2 separate regions of the Oryza sativa genome follow, and region 2 is linked to region 1. The links are chromatin contacts, called in public ChIA-PET maps. All regions are on one chromosome and are shown on one strand. Each heading gives the region's core, a stretch centred on a gene start, on an enhancer-like site or on the middle of the called end of the contact. The rest is flanking DNA. Distances are from core to core; before and after follow the strand shown. Region 1 holds the start of LOC136351221. Region 2 holds the start of LOC4342993 (protein ROOT INITIATION DEFECTIVE 3).

Evidence for each region. ChIA-PET counts read pairs in DNA pulled down with a chosen protein or histone mark.
Region 2: a contact with region 1 is called in an H3K9ac ChIA-PET map of leaf, with 8 times the contacts expected there. The contact joins the promoter of LOC4342993 here to the promoter of LOC136351221 in region 1. A contact is called at or near these places in 1 of 15 Hi-C or Micro-C datasets (leaf) and 2 of 4 datasets of contacts at active chromatin or transcription factors (leaf and seedling).

What each region holds. Positions count from the first base shown.
Region 1 is chr7:12,719,036-12,722,019 of ASM3414082v1, reverse strand. It overlaps LOC136351221, which reads right to left and starts at 1,251. Exons shown (of 5, transcript XM_066312288.1): 1 at 1,045-1,251; 2 at 653-911; 3 at 1-30. The coding sequence starts at 691.
Region 2 is chr7:12,837,640-12,840,621 of ASM3414082v1, reverse strand. It overlaps LOC4342993 (protein ROOT INITIATION DEFECTIVE 3), which reads left to right and starts at 1,395. Exons shown (of 9, transcript XM_015792263.3): 1 at 1,395-1,675; 2 at 1,767-1,880. The coding sequence starts at 1,466.

The DNA.
Region 1 (2,984 bases), core at 2-2,501:
GAATCCAGCGCCATTAACGTTAGCATCGGCCTAGTTCATGTGTTCAGCACAGTAGATTCTTTAGAAAGCACTGTAAATCCAGAATGATGGTTAAGGTATAAATGCCAGTAAACAAAATTGCAAGAATAATGAAGTTAGTGGTACAAGGAAGTAAAAAAGCATGGAGCTGGAGAAAAAAAGAACGAAGATAATTAGCAGAAAATCTATCTGAAAGAGCAACTTCATGCATTCCAATGATCCCCCCAAAAGTGACGAAACCAACGGTGTGAAGACGAAATTGGCAATCCTGTTGGGCTACAAAATCCAAAAGAGATTTCAAATCAAAACTACCTGCCTAATACATTGTATTTGTCAGGATTGGAACAATTAGCATTTCAGGGAACCAAAAATATAGTTAAAATTTGTCAGAATTGGAGCAATTAGTTCCCTAAAATACAGTCAAGAATCATCATCACTGCGTCCGCCTACATCAGCGCCATGGTTCAGCAAGACGCTGACGACGGCGGCGTGTCCCCACTGCACCTCTATAGATAAACCTAATCCCAACAACTCGCTCAAGCTCCTCGATCTGCAACAGATTCCAATCCACAAACTAACAAAAATAAATGTTGGGAGGAGAATCACAAGTCATATGAGCTCATGAGTCATGTACCTGCGCTATGGTTGGCGGAGCCAGAGCCGGAAGATCCATCGCTAGTTAGCGAAGCTTCACTTCAGTGATTGCCCAGAGGAAGGTGACGACATGGACCAGGTCAGGGCGCCCGCTGCACTGATGTCAATGGCTTCTTCGTCTCCTTTGGCATCGACCCGAAAGATCGCCTTGCATGGATGGGGAGTGGCAAGACTGGAGGTTGAACGACCGCAACCAATCGAACGCCATCCCCACAGGAAACTCATCTGCTCCCCATCTCCTGCATCACCACCCCAACCCACCATTCGACAAGAAAATCAATATTCAGGAGCGAAATCGAGTAAATCGATCCCAAGTAGAGGGAAAAGGAGGGCGCTGGAGGAAGTGATGACTCAGGAAGGGTTTCCTTTTACCTCTCATGGCAGCCATCGGTTCTGCCTGCCGGTGGTGTCGATTTTTTGCGAGGGGAATGGACAGGAGGTGGAGGCGCTCGGAGACGGCGACGCTACGGCGATGGCGACGGCGACGGCGACGGCGGCGGAGGCGCGAGGCGATGCGGATGACGATGGCAACGGCGCGAGGCGGAGGTGGCAGCGCGAGGGGAAAGCGCAGGCGGCGGCGAGAGAGGGAGAGAGCGAGACGAGGGAGGATGGGATGCGGGCGGCGGAGGCTAGGGTTGGGGGCGGGCGGGTTAGTGCGCGGAGTTTTGCGAAAAAGCCCCTCGGCTTTCTTGTTTTACATCGCAGTCCCAACACGCGATTTTTCCCTCCTTATCACGTAATATCCATCTTTTCTAAGGTCCTTTACGTAAAAAACCACCTCACAGGTATTTCCTCGGGGGACTGCGGCCGAATTACGCGCGAACCGGAGGGCCTTTTCGCAAAAATGCCACCCGCGCACTGTACATACTGTAGCAAAATCCTGACGTGGCACACCTCCTCGCCCGCCCTTTCTGCGCCCCATAATGTACTCCGATTCGAATGATTTTGGTTATTATTGATTTCTCTTGTTGCAGCCACCAAGTCCCAAGTCTGTCATGTGAAATCACATTGTCGAAATAGATGATCTGTGATGAGGGAGTTAGGTCCCGATCTTCCGATAGGTATTGATAAACAGTCGATTTGAGCGGAGTCTCGACACAACTCGATCCGGCTTCTGAACGAACACGCTACTAAGCCCCGCAATCGCAGCACCACGTCTCCTCTGGTTATCAACCGTGCCGAAACCCGGTTGACCTCGCCGAGAAAGCTAATCCCTACATGCGAATTGAAGAACACAAGCAAGAACAAGATAGATTGCAACCAAATTGCATATGAATGATTAAGCACACGAATTTGGGGTTCTACAAACCGATCTAGTGGCGAAATTGTTCTTGACAGAATAATCTAAGCAAAACCCAACTCTAAACGATGACGGCTACTGAATTAATATGATTAGAGACGTCCTAGGGTTGCCCTAGGGCGCACACCCCCTTGGGCTAAGCCCACGACACAATTACAAGGCCCAAAACCCAAGTCAGATTCAGACTGGATGAGATACGTGGCTTGTTTTGCAGATTCCTGGCAGCTCGGTAGGAATTTTGATGTGGGAACAAAACCATCTGAAAATAGACTCCATCAGCTTTCCAACAAGTACTCATGGGCCCCGAAATTCCTTCTAGATCAGCAGCTAGGTCCGTTTGAAGTTGATGCTGTCAAGAGACCCGAATTCGAATCCAAAACGTGTAGAACTTTATCTCTTGTCTTATATGGGCCAAAAGTGACGTGATAAGATGGAAGTGGACTTGGAGCAGGTCTTGATATGGTCCCCAATCAACTTCTTTGATCATCCATGAATTCGTTACGCTCGGTCTCTTTTCCTTAGCCCAAGCAAGTACCTATGCAAACAAAAACATAGGAAACTCATTGTGTAGCAACGTTTGTTCAAATATATAACATGCTAATTTAATGTAGAACATATGCACCTTTGGTTGATTAATACATAAGGTAGTCATGGTTATATCCGAGCTAGTTGTGTCCTCATCATCCTCCCCTTCTTGATTGGAAACCGTCCTCGGTTTCACCTTGTCATGGAGCGTATTGTACTTATCTTTGTCTATCACAACATCCTGTGCTGAACATTTCTTGTTGACCATATGATTGGATCCTAAAATCTTTGTAGTTGAAAAACCACAACACTCCCCTTCTTGCAAACCAACCTGTAACTCATTTAAATAACTAGAGGAACTAGATAGATAATTACTTATATGTATGCGGTCCTCTAGACAATACATTTCATCATGAAAAGAAGGTGTAGTCAAATTCGAACAAATATATACTCGATGAACATTATATTCTCCTTTACTATCATAATT
Region 2 (2,982 bases), core at 146-2,645, 120 kb before region 1:
GAAGGTTGAAGACGACAATGGGTTGTGCGAGTTGGACCTACAACTCCACGTTTGGGCTGGCCCGAAGAGTGAAAGGCCGAGCGTAGTGAGGTAGCGAACCGGGATCGGGCTGGAAAGGAATGAATGAATGAGCTTTCGGTCCAAAACCAAACGAGTATAATGTATAGCTATCAAAAACGTTTTTACCCGTTGCAACGCACGGACATTTTCCTAGTCTGTACTATTATAAAAATTGAAGATGTTTCCGCGGTCCATCATCCGTGTTTGAGTCGGTTATAAAAATTAAAGATATTTCTGCGGTTCGTCATCTATGTTTGAGTTGGTTTTAATTTTATGTTTTGGTTTTAATCTATATCTCTTTTCTATCTCTATCTCAACTATTATAAAAATTGAAGATGTTTTTGTCGGTATTTTGTACGTCATCCGTGTATGAGTCGGTTTTTAAGTTTATTTGCTTTTGAAAATACATATCCGTATTTGAGTCGGTTTTTAAGATCGCTCACTTTTGGTAATACAGAAGGAATCATATAAGAAATCTGTTTAAAAAAACTCACATGCTAACTTGAGACGATCTGACTCTTAACTGCAGCTCATGATTTTCTATATATATATCCAAGCGAACTCCCACAGTGAATTTCATCTTAACTAAACCATATAACAATAATAAGATTAAAATAGACTTCACCTGTTGCAACGCACGGGCATTTTTTCTAGTAAGAATAAAATATAAAAATTGAAGATATTTTTGCCGGTACTTTGGTACGTCATCCGTGCATGAGTTGGTTTTCAAGTTTGTTCTTTTTGGAAATACAGTTCCGTATTTAAGTCGGTTTTTAAGTTCGTTCGCTTTTGGAAATATAAAAAGAATCGTATAACAAACCTCTTTTAAAAAAACTCGCATGCTAACTTGAAATGACCGGACTCCTAATTGCAGATCATGATTTTCTGAGAAAAATATAGAGTCGGTTTTTAAGTTCGTTTAGTTTTTAAAATATAGAAGGAATCGCATAAGAAATCTCTTTAAAAAAAACTTGCATGCTACCTTGAAACGATCAGAGTCCTAATTGCAGCGCATGATTTTCTTAAAAAAATATATATCCAAACGAGTTCTTACAATAGATTTCACCTTAACTAAAATGTATAACAATAATAAGATTAAAATAACTTTCATCTGTTGCAACGCACGGACTTTTTTTTTTTTGGTTAGAATAAAATGTATGGGTCAGCCGGGCCGTGTCTCGTGCTTGGGTCGTGTCGTGCCGGCCCATGGGTTGTGGTAGCCGTGCCGGCCAGCCCAGTCCTAGAGTACGGCCGTGCCCCGGCCGGGTCTTGGTCCGGCCCATTTGACAGCTATACTCTAACCCTAAGTAGGTCGCCTTGGAGGCGCTCCCCCTGCAGGGCCTTCTCCCACGCGGCCGCGCCATCACGTCCGCCGCTCCCTGTCTTCCGTCCCCTCCAACACACCATGGCGCCGCCGCAGCAGCTGGTGCTCGCGGCCTCTTCCACCGACGCCGGCGTTGCCGCGTGGGACCTCCGCACGGGCGCCGAGGCCATCCGCCACCGCACCTGCGCCTCCCGCCCCCGCGCTCTCACCGTCGTCGCCGGCCGCTTCCTCGCCGCCTCCCAGGCCCCCGCCGGCAACTCAGCACCCATCCACTACTACCACTGGGACAAGGTAAATCACTCGACCTTAACCCACGGTCCTTTAAACTCACAAAACCCTATCTCGGAGGCGGAGCTTCATGTCCTTTGTTGGTCCCCTGCAGCCCCAGGTGGCCGTCAAGAGCTTCCCGGTTGAGCCGATACGCGCGCTCATCGCTGATCCGGAGGGGAGCTACCTCATCGGCGGTGGGATCTCTGGCGACATATTCTTTTGGGAGGTCAGAGCATTTGCTATTGATTTCTTCTTCTATGGTAAAACACTCGCTAGTTTTGGGGAACAAACAGTTGTCATTGCTGCTTTTTGTGCACTTTGTGTACTGTTTCGGAAGGTTATGGTCGTGTTTAGTTGTTTTGGCAATTTTTTTTGACGTATACGGACACACATTTGAAGTATTAAACGTAGACTAATAACAAAACAAATTACATATTCTCCCTGTAAATTGCGAGATGAATCTATTAAGTCTAATTAATCTGTCATTAGCAAATGTTTACTGTAGCACCACATTGTCAAATCATGGCGTAATTATGCTCAAAAGATTCATCTCGTAATTTACCTGCAAACTGTGTAATTGGTTTTTTTCGTACACATTTAATGCTCTATGCATGTGTTCAAACATTTGATGTGACGGAAAAGTTGGAAGTTTGAAGGGAACTAACCACAGCCTATACACCCATGGTTGTTTAGGTATATTGAGTAATTTTATTTAATCATCAGTTTAGTTTTCATAAAAAAATAACCTTTATTGTACAATAATTCAGTCTTGTCGTACTGTGGTGGTTATGTTGGAGATGCCTGTTCTGTTTGGGCATTTGAATTTTGGCATTCAGTGAGATGCAACTATGCTATTTTCTGAAGAACATACATATTTGGGAAACTCGTGTAGTTCATACAGGGTGTGTTTGGTTGCCCGGACACATGAGAGATGCAGTGAATATCTTGTTTGGTTAGGTGTGCTCGCGATCGAGGATGAGCAGATGCAATTCGGCCCCAAGAGCCAGGCCTAAGAGATGCAGGTTTTCACCTTTCGCTTCTCAGCCAGGTCTGGCTCATGTGGCCGCGGATGCAAGCGAGCACGTGCGGGTGCAGACAGTGCAAGCAGGGCGCATCCCTCACCCCATCTCCCATTTGCATCGACTTGCCTCACCTCCCAAGTCGCATCATCGTTGCCCTCCTCTTCTCGTCGTCATCTAGCCCATCCGCTCCTTTTCTCGTTTGGATTCGGTGTCTACGACCGTGCACACGCCGAATACGGCAGCCCCAACTGCTCAGGTGCCAGATCTGGCCAATGCGGCGGCTCGAGCAGCAAGGCATGGGCTCAA